Linked DNA regions of Rattus norvegicus: region 1 is linked to region 2. The links are chromatin contacts, called in public Hi-C maps. All regions are on one chromosome and are shown on one strand. Each heading gives the region's core, a stretch centred on a gene start, on an enhancer-like site or on the middle of the called end of the contact. The rest is flanking DNA. Distances are from core to core; before and after follow the strand shown.

Region 1 (3,756 bases), core at 1,201-3,700, 82 kb after region 2:
ACTGAGGTGACTGAAGAGGCAGGTCCTAAAATATCAAAGGAATAGACCTATCCTTAAAACAGTACAAAGCCAGTTCCTGAATAAATTATATTGTTATTTTTCTATCAGTAAACTGTTATTGTTATAATTTAAGAAATGTTTAAATGTTTATGAAATACTAAAGAGTTTCAATTTTATTCTAGCCTTAGCTGATGGAAAGACGTGAACATTGCTGACACATTGTTTATGTGGTTTAGCCCAGTGTCCCTGCCAAGTCTCCCATTGTCCACTGAGTAGTGTTTTTCAGAATGCACTGCCCAAGCTGATAATTTTATTTTAATATTATTGCCTTTTTCCTGTCATCCCTCCCTCTTCACTGTTGATATTTTTTTTATATTATTGGTTTGTTTTATTTTATCTTTGTTGTTTTTGAGAGAGGTTCTTTCTTTGTGGAGCTCTGGCTGTCCTTGAACTCACTGTGTAGAGCAGGCTGGCCTTGTAATCACAGAAGTCAACCTGCCTCTGCCTCCCAAGGCATATACCACTGTACCCAGCAGCCATTGTTATTATTATTTTGGGGCGGGGGGGCAATATCTTACTCTGTAGCTTAGGTTGACCTAGAATTCACAGTGTAGCTCAGGTTGGCCTCACACTCATCTCCGTCCTCCTGCCTCACCCCCCCTGATTTGCGTTTATACAGATGCGAGCCACATCTCTGGTACTTGTTTTCTTTCCTCCTTTCTGAGTCTTAGCTCTCCTGACAGTGACTGATGTGATTTCTTGCAGCTCTTTCATTCTGTTCAGACCCCTCTTCATGAATTTATCACCACTATCCAGTCCTGGCACCAGGACACTGCAGTGCATCACGCTGTGCTTTCTACTCTGATCGCTGCACCAGTGGTTGAGATAAGTCACCAGCTACAGAAGGTGAGTGTTATCCAGTGTGACACTGTTGTTTTCTTCACTGTTCTGCTTACAGGACTTGGTTAGGTGTTTCCAGTTTTAGTGAGAACTGTTCCTTGCCATTCAGCTCGTTGGCTGTCTGTCATCCACATGGCAGCTGTGGAGCACATGCTAAGGGTACTGTCCCTCCTGACTGAGATGCGTCTGGCTCCAAGATGTGGACATCATGCTGGGTCTCAGACTTTTGAGTGAGTTCATAGTTTCTCAGGGAGAGTTGGGCTGACAGTTCAGGACTACTCTGGACTGAATTGGTATACAGTGGTTTACATCTCTGCATGTCTTTTTTTCTTTTCACTCCAAAGGAAGCTTGAATATTATGTATGGATGTTTTACCCACATGTGTTTATGTGTCTCATATGCATACCTGGTGGTCACAGAGACCATAGAGGATATCAGATACTCTACAACTGGATATACAGGTTGTTGTCAGTGCTTTTGGGGTTCTGGGGCCTAAGCCTGTGTTATTCTGTAAAAACAACAAGCTCTCTTAGCAGTCAAGCCATCCCTCTAGCTCCAGAAACTTGAAGTTTTGAAATCTGTTTTCCTAGCATAGTTCAAGGTGAATGGAAGACTCTTATTTACACAGATTTAACCTTTTTGGTTAAAGATTGATCTGATCAGGGAATCGTTTGAGCTAACACAGAAAGTGATTGAATACCATAGAGAGCATGCGGTATGGTCTTTATCTTCTTGGGCTCTGAGATGCGCCACATGTACATATGTAGTGACTTGGAGGAGAATGAACTAACTCACTGAATGCATGTACTTAGAGATGGTCATGTACTGCTTGACCATGGGTATTCTGAGAAATGAAGATGCAGATTCTCATTGCGCCACTCCCTGAGTATGCTTGCACAGATGCTAGCACATCGGCATAAAGCTCTGGGGCATTGCCAGAATACTTGCCAAAATGTCAGCATACAGCATGATTAAATACAAATTACTCTGTTTTTATGTCTGTGAGTGTTTGCTTATATGTATGTGTGTACATGCCTGGTGCCTGTGGAGGGTAAAAGAAGGCATCAGATTCATTGGAACTGGAGTTAACAGATGATTTTTTATTTTATTTATTTATTTTTTTCCGGAGCTGAGGACCGAACCCAGGGCCTTGTGCTTGCTAGGCAAGCGCTCCACTACTGAGCTAAATTCCCAACCCCAACAGATGATTTCTGAAGCAGCACGATGATGCTAAGAGCCAAACCTAGGTCCTCTGCAGGAGGAACTAGTGCTCCTAACCACTGAGCTATTTCTTCAATCCAAAAAGATTATTTTAATCTTACAAATTTTGTTGTATAAAATGTCAATGTGATGTTAATCAAGTTTTAAAACATATATTAGAATTTATAGTTATCTGAGTAAATCTAGGATTAGGACTTAGCTTCAGAAGGCTGCACAGCTAAAGTTACAAAGAATTAGTGGCCTTTGCACGGACCTGGACCCTGAACTGCCTGGCTCGGCCCAGTTCGCTCATTTTGTTTGTACTGCCCTGTGCTGTGTGAGCCAAGTAGAGCAGCAGCTGATCGTGTCCTTTCCTAGTTAGACGTGCGCTGCTCTGCCCCTTCCAAGAGTACTCACTGGTGACTGGCAGGTCTTCTGAAGGCCTCTCCTTGACTGCAGATTGTTTTGTTTTTTAATTTATTTTCTTTTCAGTTTTCCTTTGGGGATCTTCCTGGTTGGTTGGTATACACATTAAAGAATACAGTTTCTTTTTATGTCCTATTTTTGACTCCTTTAAGAAAATGTGTTTTCCATAATGCTTCACAAAGTCTGCTTTGTTAGTTTTGTAGCCAATCTAGTCTTCTCATGCTTCTTGTTTGTATAGGAACTCTGTTTTTAGATTTTACTTCTGACCTGTCTTCATAGTTAAGGTGTTGTGAGTATACCGTATAATTAGTTTGTAAAATTCACTCTGACTAGTGTCTTCATTTGGATGCTTATAGTTTATCTGTTGAGCTTAATTACATCAGCATTCAAGACAGGGACTCACACCTTAGGTCATCCTGGCTGTGAACTCTTGATAAACCCCTGCCTCAGCCTCCGCAGTACTGGCTCACAGGCATTAGCCACCATGCCTAGCTTTTTCTATTGCTACATTTTATCTTTTCTGTGGATTGGCTTTTACTTGGTTTCTCTAGAATATTATTTCTCAACCTGTGGGCCACAATTCCTTTGGGAGTGTTGAGTGACCCTTTCTTTCACTGGGGTCACCTAAGACCATTGGAAAACACAGTTATTTACATTATGATTCATAACAGTGGCAAAATTATAGTTATGAAGTAGCAATGAAAGTAATTTTTTTTTTGATTGGGGGGTTACCGCAACATGAGGAACTGTAAGCAGCTATAGGAAGGTTGAGGACTACTGGTCTTGGGGTTCATCACAGTGCCTTAATGAATTCACCTTACCTTATACTTCGTAAGACTCTCCTAGTAATAGTCTTCTTATTAGAGCTTCCTTGAATCTTTGCTGTAGTCAGGTGTTTTATTTTGACATAGGCTAAACGTGTTATTGTATTTTAAATTACCTTTATTTCACTCAGTAGTGCTTTCAGTGTATCATAAATGTATTCTCAACACTTAGGTTGGTGGATGCTAAACCTTATCATTTAATGTAATGTGCCCAAGACAGCAAGACTTAGGCAAAAGACAGGGAGGAAGAAATAAGGCGAGATGTTCATACTGCAGCTATTACAGGAGAAAACAGACACAAGCCTCCTCTGGGAGTGGGAACTACAAATTACTTCAGGAACTGTTTCCATGAGGAATTTACTCAACAGTGAATGACCTGTCAACCCTCATGTGACTGGTAGTAGTG
Region 2 (4,158 bases), core at 1,198-3,697:
CATTGGTGAGCAGAATTGTGAGAAAGTTTATGTGTATGTACTCACAAGAACATATATCACATAAAATATTCAAGGGTGGCATTTTTAATTTCAGGACAAAGGCAGGTAATATCCTATTAAAAAGAGTTGCTTGACCATGGTATTAGATGTTTTTCTTAAGGTCTTTTTAATTAGGTGTATTGAAGGGCTTCTGTCTACAAAGGAGATTTCTTTTTTTTGCTGAAATTTTATCATGTCAGTGTTTTTTCACCAACAACCTATCTATCTTAGTTTTGTACCCATATACTTAATCTATTCGTGTGTATTGTTTAATGAAATGCTTTTCATAACTAATTAGGCAAATTGACTATAGTTAAGGGTACAGTACCCTAATAAGTCAGTGTGATGCCCCCTGTACATCATCTGAGTCTTCAAGTAGCATCTCCAGTCCATGTGGAAAGGAGAGAGAAGGTCCAGTAATGCTAGCCCACCTGGTTGTAGTTCTGCGTGCTGCATGAGGAGGGCTGACTTGCCATCAAGGCACACTCCAGTGTCCTGAAGATATAAAATATTTTTAGTTCTCAAAATGTTAACTTTTAGTTTTTAATGACTTATCTAAGAAAAAAGAATGTTAAGTTTTCTACTTTGAGCCAAACCAATGAGGGAAATTAGTGGTTTGAAGTACAGCTCTGGTAACTTATTCATGTGGTGGCTCGTCCTGTGCCTTAAAGTACAAAGGTGTTTTCAAGTTTCAGATGAAAACAGAAGCAGCCTTGCAACCATATTTCCCCCATTTGTATTTTGCACTCTGTATGTCTTGTGCAGGCCGTCCCTATGCAGAGGTGTTTAGGATTAGTTAAAAACCTCAGGCAGCTGCGGAGAGTACCAACTGCTGCAGCGACCGGTTCCATCTGGATTGCCCATGGTAGAGGTGGACCACAGAGGGTGGTATTTGTTTTTTGTTTGTTTTAGTCATAGAATGTCCTTTTTGCTTAATTTTACATAACAGCACATGTATTTATTCAATAAAACTTTTATGTTAGTGTACTTGTAGAATGTTTTTTGTTTGTCTCTCGAAATGAACAAGTCTAGCGTGGGAACAGTTAGTTTGGAAAGCCCACATGCCGTATCAGGTATACTTGCTGTTTGTGCATCTTTCACCGTCCACGTGGTTTGATATTCCTCTTGTTCCCATCCTAACTTGCCTCTCCTCCATGTAGCTACAGACTCTTTGAAGGGTAATGATTGAGTAGGAAAAATAGACTAATAAGTAAGACTGAAACTCGAAGAAGTCCCCAGACAAGGTGCTGAGATAGAAGGTGTGAACAAGGGCTTCATTGTTTGGTTTCTGATTGAGGAAAAGTAAAAAGGTGCTGTGCCAATTGTACACTTGTCTGTTCCTCTCATATGTATTAAAGTTTGGGTGTAAATGGTTATATTAGTTTTATGGCACTGTGACCACAATGCCTGACTAGTTAGTATTTGAGTGGTATTTTTCCACATATTTATTTATTTTTCTTTTTTCTTTTTTCTTTTTTTTTTTCGGAGCTGGGGACCGAACCCAGGGCCTTGCGCTTGCTAGGCAAGCACTCTACCACTGAGCTAAATCCCCAACCCCTTTTCCACATATTTAATACCAGAACTTGTGAGATAGATAAAATAACCCAGCTATCCTCAACAATATTTGTTAAAAGTAAGGAACTGTTAAGTAATATGAAATGCTGTTAAAGCACTGTGACTATAAATGACAGACCTTTATTTTAAGCACCAGCTTTAATGTTCATTTTTCATTTAAATAAGCTAAGGTATTCAAGGGCCAGGCACATATGAATCCTTGACAGCTGGTAGACCCTTTGCTGGACTCCACTTGCCCGGAGCAGGAGACTCTCAGTCCGGCAGCAAGCCAGGTGCATGCTTTGAACACTCATCAGATGCCGTGAAGAAGCTGTCTGCAGCCATAGCTGCTCTCTGCAGAAGACCAGTTCCACACGTGACTGTGGCTTCTGTTGGTCCAACTTTATGACCATCACAAGTCTCAGTGAAATCTAGGCCAGGGTTGGGGATCACCTCCCCTGGTGGCACATCAGAAAGTCTATGGGTGATACTCACACTGTTCTTCATTTGTATGAGTTGCCACACTTTCTCTTTTCCTGGTTCTATAATCAGGCTGTTCAGTTCATTTTTCAAGTCAGGTGGGAGACATCCTCTTGGGCTACCTCTCACTGTTACACATTAAACCTATTTACAGGTGTCCGTGTCTGTTGATTTTTTTTTTTTTTTTTGCCTACTTTTGAGCTTCTTCATTAATACTTTTGACTGAGCTGGTAACACAAAGAGATGTCTGAATTGGCAATAAAGAGTAGCAGTGGTGGAGGAAATAGGAGTCGTAACCACAGAATGCCTGAAGAGTTCCAGAAACTATCTGGGACAGAGATAAGGGGAATAGAAGCAATAGAGGCAACAAGGAATATTCAAAGTAGAGAAGATCAAAGAGGTGGGAAAGCCAAAGCTGACAAAAGATTAGCAGGCTGTGAGGACTCTGCACCTTTGGCTCTCTGCCCTGCCTCACCCTCCCCCACCCCCATCCCCACACCAAAACAAACAAAAAATCTGCAGGCCCTAGTCTCTGGGTGAGTTCCAGAAAATCACTAATGGCTTAGAGACCCAAGACCGGAAAACTGTTAGACAGTAGTTATCTTGAGATAACATCCCCCCAAAGCCTATTCTGGCCTTAACCTACCAAACACCATCTACTGTCGCTGCTGCTGTTGCTGCTGTTAGGGCTTCTGGTAGTTAAAAAAAAAAAAAAAAAAGCAATGCAACTCCAGCCTGAGTTCCAAATGTTTCTAACTCTAAAGTCTGGAACACTGGGCTCTTAGCCACAGGCACTTAGATACATAATCCTACATGGGCCTTCCCATCCTGCCCACAGGCCTTGGTCATACAAGGGCATGGGTCTGCCAGTGCCACAATACTACTTTGCCTATTCAAACTTCTGTCCAGCTAGAGTCTTTATATTCCTATTCCACTGGTGCTCCATCTCAGCTGTGTGTTTCTGGTCTGGTTCTTCTCATCTTTCTTGTTGATTGGAGCCGAAGAAATGAGTGGAAGCAGGTCTTCACCACTTGTGGTGACCAACATCCTCATACATATTGACACACATTTGTTGTTACCTGGCCACATTCCTCTAAGGTGGGTATCTGAGTCCTTTTCTTCCCTGAGAAGAACCTGATGCCAGCAGGGAGTGTTGTAGTTACTGCCAGAGCACTTAGAAGAGAATTAGGATCAGCAGGGGCCAAAGCAAACCTAATTTCACTTTTCCTCTACATAGAACAATATGATATTTTTCAACCATAAAGCAGAGTGAAAACAGAGCACTTTTAAGAAAATAGATCATCATGTTGAATACAATAAGCCAGACTCAGACAAAAGATAGTGTGTTTTCTCTCACGTGCAGAAGGCTTAAGTTTTAAAAAGTAAGACAAAAAAGAAGTGGAATTGTTGGGGAAGACAAAGAGAACCAGAGAGAATGGAATGACGGGAAGGGGTAAATATTATCAAAGTATGCTAGTAGGTTTTTAGAGGTCAGAGTGAAATGCACTTGTGCAATGAATCTACACCATATAAATGTATCTGTTGTATATATGTATGTATGTGTATATATCTGTATGTGTGCGTGTGCGCGCGCGCACACACACACACACACACACACACACACACACACACACACACACACAGACACACGCCAGAGGCTTGCCCCAGCCTTTATGGTAGAACAGTAGAACAGTACTGGGCAAGACATGGCATTGGATGATCTATGGCCTTGTAACCCTCCCTTACTGTTCTGGGGGCCAGAAACTGATAGCTTCTGAAAACTTGAACTCTTTCTTACTGTTCTGTGCTTTAATAAGCACTGGTTTCTTTTATCTATAGCTCAAGGACCTCTTGCTGGCCAGGTGAGAGGCTGGAAACTCATTAACTCTTTGTGAACCAGAGATGTGATTTAGGAACCTACTGGAATAAAACATAGCTCAGCAGGTAAAGGCACCTGCTGCCAAAACTAATGATCAAATCTCTAGAATGCTCAGACAACACACTCTAGCAAGTTGTCCTCTCAACTCCACAGGCACATGCATGGTCTCTGTATGTCTATATATCTACGTCTCTCTGCAACCGAAG

What was found. Hi-C and Micro-C count contacts between places; a contact is called where the count stands out from the background.
Region 1: a Hi-C map of liver shows a contact between it and region 2, with 2.3 times the contacts expected there. The contact joins two enhancer-like sites. A contact is called at or near these places in 2 of 12 Hi-C or Micro-C datasets (kidney and liver).

What each region holds. Positions count from the first base shown.
Region 1 is chr6:143,536,636-143,540,391 of GRCr8, forward strand. It overlaps Ncapg2 (non-SMC condensin II complex, subunit G2), which reads left to right. Exons shown (of 28, transcript NM_001427667.1): 24 at 766-906. Among named protein-coding and RNA genes, the nearest start is that of Ptprn2, 44 kb to the right of the region's middle. Within about 2 kb of position 2,451, at least 5 of the 93 cell types and tissues checked have an H3K27ac peak or open chromatin away from gene starts, as enhancers often do. A contact at or near this core is called in liver, where this site is marked.
Region 2 is chr6:143,454,569-143,458,726 of GRCr8, forward strand. Esyt2 (extended synaptotagmin 2) reads left to right here. Exons shown (of 22, transcript NM_001271169.1): 22 at 1-1,032. Among named protein-coding and RNA genes, the nearest start is that of Ncapg2, 29 kb to the right of the region's middle. Within about 2 kb of position 2,448, at least 7 of the 93 cell types and tissues checked have an H3K27ac peak or open chromatin away from gene starts, as enhancers often do. A contact at or near this core is called in liver, where this site is marked.